Linked DNA regions of Mus musculus: regions 1 and 2 are each linked to region 3. Evidence: chromatin contacts called from public HiChIP or PLAC-seq data. All regions are on one chromosome and are shown on one strand. The core of a region is the stretch at or near the end of the contact, and the rest is flanking DNA. Distances in the headings are between cores, read along the strand shown.

Region 1 (3,506 bases), core at 287-2,786, 780 kb before region 3:
CACCCCCATATCTTCCTACTCTTGAGTCCTTTGAGACATTGCAGCTGAAGTCACTGGCTACGGGTGCCCTTCAAGAAACGGAAACTTTTGAAGATCACAGACTGTCCAGTGTCTTGGGGCTCGTCCCTACAGTCCCTATCCAGCTGATGGGATTTTTCTCTATCTCTGTTCTGTTGAAGACAACTTCACACAAAGTATTGTATATTTCCTGCTTCTACTGTGTCTTCTTGACCAGACTATTTGCATCCGTTAAATGTTTTTCCCCCCTCTCTCCCCTGCTGACAAGATCCCCTCTCGTCATTTAAATTGCAGCTTTACATTCATCTCCATTCCCTGCCACACGCTGCCAAATTGGGAAATGTCTATTAGTCACTCTGCAAAAAAAATTTTTTTTGAGTGTCGGCTCTACAGAGCACTGTCATCAGCGCTGCACAGTACACTAATAATTATGACACAGACTTTGTCTTCAGATTCTATTCAAAGGTAATTCTGGAGAGAGAAAGAAACTAAGTGTGTGAAATGACAGGTAGTAAAACTACACAATAAATCACATTTTTAAAAAATCACCATCAAATCCTATTGATGCCCAGTGGGAGGAAAGGAAGATAGCGTTTGGGCAGGGCCATGAACAGATGAACAGGATTTAAATTGGAGGGAAGGAAAGAGGTGGACAATCTAAAATAAAAAATAAATGATGTCTGGATCGCAGGGAGGTCCATGGAAAGGTAAAGCCATTGCGGATGACAGGATGTAAGTGACTGGAATTGAACGGGGGGGGGGGGGGTTGCTCAGTAGCTTCTCAATAACGTAAAAGCGGTGTTAGAAGAGGAACTTGGAAGCCTGGGTCAGGATGAAGAACTAGAAGTCAGAGAAACCAGTCACAAGTCTGGTGTAATGCTGGTACAGAGCACAAGTACAAGTACTCCACAGGGCATTTCCCATCAACCAGCCCCACACAGCAGTGCCCAGGGGCTCCCAACTACCAGGCATTTAACCAACATATAGAAGACATGTTTCAGCAACCATGATTACAAGGATCATAGGACATATGAGCCAGGAAGGGGGACAGAGTCCAGCTATATAATCTTTCAAAATATATATCCTTCACAACATCACACAGTAAAGCCCCGCAAATGATGGATTTCAAAGGATGGGCCCAGGGACAGGCTTGCCAGGGAAAGGTACCTTATTTGGGGATGAAGACAATATTCCCAGGACTATCACAAGCAGGCACATGTCCAGCAAGCAGGAAGGGAGGCCTCTTTTGATACAGAAAGGAACTTTCTCCAGAGCCCCCTTACAGTGAGTGATGTCTTAGCTGGTGTCTCATTGCTATAATGACCACAGCCACTCTTATAGAGGAAAATATTTAACTGTGGCTGGTTTGTAGATTCAGAGGTTCAGTCCACTATCATCAGGGCAGGAAGCATGGCAGTGTGCAGGCAGACAGTGCTGGAGAAGGAGCTGAGAGTTCTACATTTTGGTCCACGGGCAGCAGGGGGACACACTGGCCAGACTTGAGCTTATAAAACCTCAAAGCCCTGCCTCCGCAGTGATGCACTTCCTCCAACGAAGCCACACCCACTCCAACGAGGCCACGTCTCCTAATAGTGACATTTCTTGTGGTCCAAGCATTCACACACATGAGTCTCTGAGGACCATCCCTATTCAAACCAACACAAGTGATCACTCTTCAGTGTCAACTTGACTGGGTTTAGAATTACCTGGAATATATACCTCTGGGTGTGCCTGGGTGGATACTTCCAGAGAAGTTTAACTGAGGAGGGAAAACCTACCCTGAATGTGTGTAATACCATCCCTTGGGCTTGGATCCCAGACTGAATGAAACCTGGGGGAAAAAGAGCAAACTTAAAAGCAACCATTACCTCTCTCGGCTTTTTCACTGTGGATACAGCATATCCAGCTGCCTTGAGCTCCCGCCACCACGCCATCCTTTCTTGATAATCTGTACCCTCAAACTGTTCCTTAAGAATCTTCTGCCACAGCTGGGCGGTGGTGGCGCACACCTTTAATCCCATCACTTGGGAGGCAGAGGCAGGCAGATTTCTGAGTTCGAGGCCAGCCTGGTCTACATAGTGAGTTCCAAGGACAGCCAGGGCTATACTGAGAAACCCTGTCTCAAAAAAACCCAACCCCCCAAAAGAGAGAGAGAGAGAGAGAGAGAGAGAGAGAGAGAGAGAGAGAGAGAGAGAGAGAGAGAGTCTTCTGCCACAACAGTAAGAAAAGCAATGAGTAAGCCCATCAGGCTTCTTAGAGCCCTTTCCTTGCCATTGGTAATCCGTCATGCTGGGCTGCAAGAGAAGCTGAGAGAGCAGACATTGCAGACTGTACACCGGAAGTGTGATGTTGACCACAGGGGAGGAAAGGGAAGGGGTTTTACCCCGCCCCCCCCAAAAAAAAACTCAGTGAAATACTAAACACAGACTTATTTTGCAGACATTGTTTCAGGTTCAAATGACTTCCGAATGACTTCTAGTACATTAAGCAAGGTAGAAATGACCCGTGGAGGGGGGTTTGGGGGGAGAATACGTCTCCCATTCCAGAATCTTCCAATTCCATCCCTCCCTGCAGCAGCACTAGATCTTGGTTGGAAACCTTGTTAAAAGGTTTAATAAGGAAATGCTCTGCTGTCTGGAGTCAGGGAGAATGTGAAGTTTAACTTCTGTCTGGGAAGTGGCAAACTGTAAGAAAGTTGACTTTGAAATTTGTCAGATAGGTCAGGCCTATTTGTAGCTTTTTAAAAAAGGCCCGAAATCATGGGGCTGACAGGAAGCGAAAGGGAAGCAGAAGCAGCCTGCTCCTCATCCCTAAAATTGCATCAAGTCCAAGTCTTAGAATAAAATAATTTTCATTTTCTTATTTCTTATCCTAGCCAGCATTTGGATCTAGACTTGAGTTCCTTGGGGGGACACATCGTCATTATGCAAGATAGGAAAAGGAAAGAAGCCCATGATTTTTTAATGCTATATTTATGAACCAAATAAATATGTAATTATAGCTAGAAACAGGGAAAGGGCAGGCAGTAGGAAGCAACTGGAAAAACTGCTGGCGTGGTGTATTAGTTGCTCTCTTTGTTGCTCGCACCAAAATGCCTGACAAGACACGAGGGGTGGGAGAGATGGCTGAGAGTTAAGAGCAAGTGTGGCTTTTCCAGAAGACCTGGACATGGTTCCTAGGACCCAGGGGACCCACCACTGCCTGTAATGCCAGCTCCAGAGAATATGATGACATCTCTTCTGGCCTCTGCAGGCATGGGCACACACATAGTAAACACACAGAGAGACATACACACCTACACATAAATCAGAATAGATAGATAGATAGATAGATAGATAGATAGATAGATAGATAGAAGAGAAGCAATTTAAATAAGGAAAGCTTTCCGAGGACTCACAGTTTATGAAGAGAGTCCACAAAAGCTGGGAAGGTATAGTGGGAGGAGGGACTGCTATGGTGCTGGGAGCTTGTTTACATCTGGACAAGTG
Region 2 (3,271 bases), core at 684-3,183, 860 kb before region 3:
GGCATGCACTCGCTTTGCCCAAGGCCTTTGGATTATCTACGCGTCGTTTCGTGGTTTTCCTGTGACTTGCTCTGTGACCGATGCTATTGTGAACGTTTTTAATGTATTCTCCTACCTGGGCAGTTGGGTTTCTGAATCTCTCTAAGAAGGCGTGGGCGTGTTCAAGTGCCCGTTTTTTAATATTTTAAGAATAACTTAGATGTAAACAGTTCCAATTTATCTTAATCTGATTCTAGCGTTGCTTCGTTTCAGAGGCCTAGAGCTACCAGAGTGTATTTTAACGAACCAAGTTCTCTTCTGTTTTGGCTTCTGAGAATGTGGTCCCAACCTTCAGGACATGGCTTTATTGCTTTTTGTTTTGTTTGTTTGTTTGTAGTTATTGTTACAGAAACCATTTTTAAAAGTCCAGGTAAAACATTAAAGACTAGGACTCACAAACACAGCAGCTCAGCCCCTGAAAAGTCATATGAGCTCTATGTAAGCAGTCTCTCTCTCTCTCTCTCTCTCTCTCTCTCTCTCTCTCTCTAGCCATCCCAGGATGTATGACACTACCATGTGTCACCATACCAGAGATGACTTGAGGAGACAGGTTCTGAGAAATCTTTCACTAGGTGATGTTGCCATTTTGCAAACATCGTGAAGTACACTTACACAAGCCTAGGCAGTCCAGCGTACTACATGGCTAGGCTTCGGAGTACAGCCTGCCACGCTCCCACACACAAACCCTCATATGGAGCACTGTGCTACACACTGTGAGCAGTTGTAACATAGCTGTGTTTGTGTGTGTGTTTCTAAACATGGAAAAGGCACAATAAAAATACCAAAACTAACTTTATTTATTTATTTATTTATTTATTTATTTATTTCATTGTATATTTATTTAATTTTAATGGTGCAGCATCTAGGGCACTTCTGGGACTGGAAGCTGCCCTGCAGGAGTCAGTGAGATGCCGGTGAGGGACTGTAAAAGCCTAGGGCATCACACCTAGTCCTATCAATGTAATTTTGTAAAAATTGGACTTGTAGGCACCACAAAATTTATGTACAAAAAATATTTTTCTTCAGTAGTAAACTTATTTTAATGTCACTTTATTTTCTAAAATTTTTAAGTTCTTCAACTTTGTGACTTTAAAAAAAATAATAATTAAAAGAGACACCGTCTAGCTAGACCTGTAGTTCTCAGCCTTCTTAATGCTGCAACGCTTTAACACAGTTTGGGGTCATGTTGTGCTGACCCCAACCATAAAATTACTTGTGTTGCCACTTCATAACTGTAATTCTGCTACTGTTATGAATCATAATGTAAATATATGATATGCATAGGTGACCTCTGTGAAAGGGTCATGCGATCCCCCACAAATGGGTCATGACTGAACTCCTGAGCTATACAAAAATCTTTACTCTGTTTTAAATGTTGTTTTTAAAAAAAAACTCCTTAGCTTTTTGTTTAAAAAACAAAACCCAAAACCAAAAACCAAAAACCAGACACCTGAGATTCAACCATACGCCTTAACCTGGGCCTTCTTCCTATGGTAGAGTATGTATGCACACTGCTGCAAATGTCTCCCTGGATCTGTCCCAATCAACAAGGTCTTCAGGAGAGGTCAGGCACATGGGCCCATCCTATGGTGACAGTGGCACCTCCTAGACCTCGGGGGACCTGCATGGTGCTATTTTACTCTTTTGATGAACTCTTTTTGTTTTTAATGACCTAGGAGGAGAGTAAGGTCAAATAATGATGGGAAACACCGAGAGTCCATAAACCAGGAACACACTCCTCTGTTTCCAAGTGAGTGTATGTGTTACACTTTTCTTCTATGTGTCACACTTTTCTGTGGCCGCTAATGAAGTAGGTTTGTTTACACTGGTTTTGCCCAGACTCTTGAGTAATGTTTTCTGCTATGATATGAACATACTATGATGTCACCAGGTTTGTTTTGTTTTGTTTTTTTTCAGCTTCATTATAGTCTTACAGGACTCATGCATACAGTCAGCCCATTGGCACTGCAGACAGAAGAATCCTTGTGCTGTGCTGTGTGTGTGTGTGTGTGTGTGTGTGTGTGCGCGCGCGCGCGCGCGCGTGTATGTGTGTACATATGGTATTGTTTTGCTCCAGTGGGTGTTCCCAGTGAGGAGTCTGTATTGGGGAAAAAATCACTGTCCACACAGTCCAAATTCAAAGCTGGGAGCATTTGGGAAAGTAGCCTTTAGCAGAAGTGTTTTCCGGCGGCATTGGTACCTTGAGAAAATAGTAATTCGTGAAGACCTTAGAAGAGAAATGTAATATTAGTATACTGTATTTGGGGAGGGGGGTTGTTACTTGAAGTTTTATATTCTGAGTTGGTGATTCCAGCTGAGTATCAACAAACATGGTTTTAATTCCTCGGGGATTGGATTTTAAAACCTCTTTTCTAGTGGAGTTACCTTTCTAAAGGAAATCAACACATAGAGAGATGATGAAGTCAGCGTGCAGCCAGAGAAGTCTTACTATCGGGGAAAGTTGGTTTGTCCCTACGAGCAAGCCAGCCTTGGGATGAGTCAGAGAAGGGACTTGCCTGTGGTAATGCTGTGTCACAGGTAAGTTGTCTGTTGGTCTCCCTGGGAGGGGCCTTGTTTTTCAATAGAGAGCTTAAGGACGGCAAAGGGCAACGGGAGACAAAGTGTTTCATCTCTAGACTCCCAACCCACTTCTCCATGGGCAGCTACCACTCAAAATTCTTAGGATGTCCTCCTAGAAAATTCCATGTGGATACAGTACTCTTGTACAGTACTCTACAGTAACCTGTTCCACCCTCTGAAGCACAGATGGGCGGGCACCATAGGCAGAGCTCAGCATCTTGCTTTTCCCTATTAATTTCGATAGCTTCCCATGGTAGCTGGTCAGCTCCATTTCCATTTTGATGGCTACATCATTTTCTATAAGTTTTGTCTGTCTGTTTCTCCCTCCCCAACTGACCCCTCTTCCTTCTTTCCTTCCTTCCCTTCCCTTCCCTTCCCTTCCCTTCCCTTCCCTTCCCTTCCCTTCCTTCCCTTCCTTCCCTTCCTTCCCTTCCTTCCCTTCCTTCCCTTCCTTCCCTTCCTTCCTTTCCTTTCCTTCCTTCCTTTCCTTCCTTTCCTTCCTTTCCTCCTTTGCTCCTTTCCTTCTTTCCTTCTTTCTAAATGGTTCTCTATGGATGGTTGGTTGTCTGTGATGTTTCCAAAACCAGGAAGCACATGGTGGTGGTAGTGGCAGGGGTGGAAGGGCAGGGGTAGCATAGGAGGGGATGGCGGT
Region 3 (3,466 bases), core at 111-2,610:
GGAAACAGTCACCTGCGGGTCCGGATGGATAGGCCTTTGTCATGGGCAAGTGGGGGGTGGGGGTGGGGGGGAAAACATTACACAAAGAACCGGGCAGTTCTCTGCACTTGGCATTTCCATCTTACATTTCGAGCAGCCCCAGGGCCCTTGGGAGGATGCATCCGGCAAAACCTGGTTCCACGCCCTAAAGCGCCGCAGGGCTCCTGGGTCGCCAGCCGAGGGTGCTGCGGTGCGCTAGCGGCGCGCCAGCCGCTGCATCCCTGCCTCGGAGGCGGCCTCACCCCCACTCCTGCCGCTTCCTGGAGCACGCTCCAGACGAGGATGGGGGGCTCAGCGGCGGTCGCTCCAAAACGCGGACCGCGGCTCCTGCGGCTGCCGCCGCGGGCGCTGTCGAGGAATCGGCCGGAGCGTGCAGCCCCCGCCGGAGCTCCAAATGAGGCCGGGGCTGAGCCCGCAACAGCGAGCGCAGCGGGCCATGCCATCAACTGGGACTGAGGTCTTACCTCCACCGCCGCGACTGCCGCCTCCGCACTAGGCAGCCTCCCCAGCGGACAAGGGGCGGGGGAGCCAGGGGGCAAGGAGGGGTGTCCGTCTGAGTTCCCCGGGTGACGTTTATTTGTGGAAGGAGATGCCTGGGGATGCAATCGGCTCTGCGCTCAGTAAAAGCAACCGAGTTTTTCTGCGCCAAAGGCAGACAAAAATCCCAGGGATCGTCGCCTAGCTTCCCCCCCCCCTCTCCGCCCCAGGCTGACACCCCTGCTCGCCAGTGCCGGGTTTCCCTCCAGTTGAAGCGGAGGAGATGGGAGAAAGAGAAGGGGTGGGGTGGGGGAGCAAGGGCGGAGGCTGGCGGGGAGGAGCGGGAGATCAGGTTATTAGGATTATAAATTTGGGTAGCAGTTGTTGGGGGGTGGGGGTGCTCGGAAAATTTCCCGAGACCGAGAAGGAACCCGGGAGAGAGGAGGCAGTTGAGTCCGGATGGGGCAGAGCCCCGACTTGAACTCTCCCGGGGCGCCCTAAACTGCGGACGCCCAGGCGGTCCGCCGCCGCCCCCGTGCTCGCACCCCGCCGCCCTCCCGGCCACTGTCCCCCCGGGCGGAACCTTCGGGCTTCGCGAGCGGTACCTGCCGCAAGCTTCCGGGCTCCGGGCACAAGGGATCTTGAGGGCGCGCGCCTGGAGTCCCGGCGCGCACTGTCCGAGACCCGCGCAGCGTTGGCGGCTGCGGGAGGAAAGGCTCATGCTTCAGGGGGGAAGCCCAAGGCCCGGGAGCCGCAGAGGCGGCGAGACTTGGCAAGAGTTAACCGTCTGTCCCCGGAGCCGAGTGTGCGCGCGACTTCCCAGCCCGACGCGCCTCCCTCGCTCCCCGCCTCCCGCCCCTCGCGCCCCGCCCGGCCGCGGCGGAGGCCGCTTTCCAGGAACTTTCCAGGAATCCGCCTCACGTGACCGCAGCCCCCGCCAGCGCTTTAAAGAGGCCCCGGCCGCTAATGCGCAGGCTTCAAGGGAGCCGGGTGGAGAGAGCCGGTGCGGGTGCTGGTGCTGGTGGCTGCGGGGTGGAAGCCTGCGACTCCGCCCTCCTCTGACCCTGCACCTCGGGGTGCTCGGGAACAAGGAGAAGTCCCCAGCCAATGCCTATTAAGCCACCAGTACCTGCCCCTGTGTCTGCAACAGCTGAGCACCTCGGTCCCGCGAATAGCAGCCCCTCTTCTCCCCAGCCCTCCACGTAGGAGGGAACCTTTAGGCCAGCCATCCACCCCGCTGTGCGCCTGCCAGACGCGACCCTCCTCTCCTCCATGTGGGATGCAGGACCAGCGTGCGGGAAGGGGGCGGGGCTCAGATGTCCGTCCCTCCCTCTCTAAGACACACACAGAGCTAGAGCTAGCACGCCACTGCCCAGGTCGACTACCACTCCCGGGCACCTCGGGAAGCGAACCAGAGACTGTCCCCTCCGCCAGCATCCTAGAAGGCCAGGAAAGAGACGAGCTGAGCGCCTCCTTAAAGCTGCGCAGACTGCCCTCAATCCCTCCCCCCTGGAGCTCCAACTGGTAGTCCCCTGCATCAGCCTTGCCCAGCTTCTCCTTTCCTCCTCAGCTCAACTCCTGCTTGCCCTTCGGGAGACCCACCCTGGCCACCCTACAGAGGAGGTGCCCTTACCTGTGCCCGGGTGGGGTGCGGGGTCACAGGCCTGGTGCGTTTGTCTCTGTGAATCCTTGCAAAGCCAGGGACCCGGAGTTCGTATTGATCCCAGTACTTCTTTCCTATTGGGACCCTCACCTCCCACTCTGTAAGAGGCCACCTAGCCTCCGCGCCGGCATCCAGGCACGCCGGCTCCTGAAACGTGACCCACTTTGAATGTGACCTACTTTTTTTTTTTTTAACAGAAAAACAAAAACAAAAAAAAAACACTCATGGGAAAACCGGATTCGAAATTTCGATAACCATTTTTCTTTGAAATACTGTTCTGTTGCCCCACTGCTCAAAAGCTTGAAAGGTCAATGGCCACTTTTAGTTGAAGCTGTGTCTATGGGGAAGTTGGGCAAGGGTGGCCAGGAGAGGTTGAGAGAGGCGCGGCTTCCAAGCCTTGCCTGGTGCCCCGCCTGCCGGCCCTGGAAGGAAACACAACACGACCGGCCAATTCCAAGGCCCCGAACCAATTTTTATCCACAGTAATTTTTTTCCTCTTAAATAATTCTATGCACTTACAGAATGGTGAACGCGAGGGGAGGACATAAGCCAGCTTACAGGGGCTTTGTCAGCGATAGATTCGTATGTGTGGCCGCGGAGGGGGGAGGCTGTTTTCCTGGAATCTTTGATGGGAAGGATGCCTCTTACTCAAGTTTTAGAAAGCCTGTGTAAAGCCAGGGAGTAACTTAGCAGGATGCTTACCTTCTTTAGGTCCCTAACGTTTTCTGTAAACTTAAAAACAAGATGTCGGTGAAAGGTTAGCATGAACGGACAGGCGGATCCCTCTGGAGTTCTGTGTAGTGAGTTGGAGGCCCAAGTTAAACTTTTTAAGCCTCTACAATGTGCAGGGATAACTAAGACCAACGTTTTATGAATGGTTGATCCTTTCTTGGTAGAAAACCTCAGAGGAAGTGGAAGTGTGTGCCTGTGCTTCTGCACTCCTAAAGGGTTTTGGTTTTTTGTTGGTTTTTTTGTTGTTGGTGGTGGTGTTTTTTTTTTTTTTTTTTTTGAGATCATACAGATTAATTTTTCTTTGTCAGGTGTAGTAAATCTTCCAGCCTCCTTACTCTACTGAGTACTATGACCAAACCACCTGGCAGAGGTGATGGAAGGGAGGAAAGATTGATCTCGGTTCATGGTTCACAGGACACATTCCAACATGGCAGGAAGGCTTGGAGCCTGGAAAGCACCCTCCACGGGAGGCAGGAATTAGTGGTGCAGTCAGCCTTAGAAGGGAGACAGGAAACCGGTTTACATCTAGCACTCCGGTGCCCTACACCAGCAACT

The links. HiChIP or PLAC-seq counts read pairs in DNA pulled down with a chosen protein or histone mark.
Region 1: a contact with region 3 is called in an H3K4me3 HiChIP or PLAC-seq map of bone marrow-derived macrophages, with 4 times the contacts expected there. The contact joins the enhancer-like site here to the promoter of Socs2 in region 3. A contact is called at or near these places in 4 of 39 promoter capture datasets (cranial neural crest, embryonic stem cells, hippocampal neurons and 1 more), 16 of 484 Hi-C or Micro-C datasets (B cells, the C2C12 cell line, adipose-derived mesenchymal stem cells and 11 more), 13 of 115 datasets of contacts at active chromatin or transcription factors (VIP interneurons, acute myeloid leukemia, astrocytes and 10 more) and 3 of 9 other capture datasets (liver, macrophages and pancreatic islet).
Region 2: a contact with region 3 is called in an HNF4G HiChIP or PLAC-seq map of pancreatic cancer cells. The contact joins the enhancer-like site here to the promoter of Socs2 in region 3. A contact is called at or near these places in 6 of 115 datasets of contacts at active chromatin or transcription factors (astrocytes, cardiomyocytes, embryonic forebrain and 3 more) and 1 of 9 other capture datasets (pancreatic islet).

Annotation. Positions count from the first base shown.
Region 1 is chr10:94,637,920-94,641,425 of GRCm38.p6, forward strand. No RefSeq gene overlaps it. Among named protein-coding and RNA genes, the nearest start is that of Gm32898, 16 kb to the left of the region's middle. Within about 2 kb of position 1,537, at least 30 of the 459 cell types and tissues checked have an H3K27ac peak or open chromatin away from gene starts, as enhancers often do. A contact at or near this core is called in acute myeloid leukemia, bone marrow-derived macrophages, macrophages and 1 more, where this site is marked.
Region 2 is chr10:94,553,733-94,557,003 of GRCm38.p6, forward strand. All of the region lies in intron 1 of Tmcc3 (transmembrane and coiled coil domains 3), which reads left to right. Among named protein-coding and RNA genes, the nearest start is that of Mir7211, 31 kb to the right of the region's middle. Within about 2 kb of position 1,934, at least 20 of the 459 cell types and tissues checked have an H3K27ac peak or open chromatin away from gene starts, as enhancers often do. A contact at or near this core is called in pancreatic cancer cells, where this site is marked.
Region 3 is chr10:95,415,497-95,418,962 of GRCm38.p6, forward strand. It overlaps Socs2 (suppressor of cytokine signaling 2), which reads right to left and starts at 1,361. Exons shown (of 3, transcript NM_007706.4): 1 at 1,122-1,361. It overlaps 5730420D15Rik (RIKEN cDNA 5730420D15 gene), which reads left to right and starts at 1,879. Exons shown (of 5, transcript NR_045339.1): 1 at 1,879-2,183.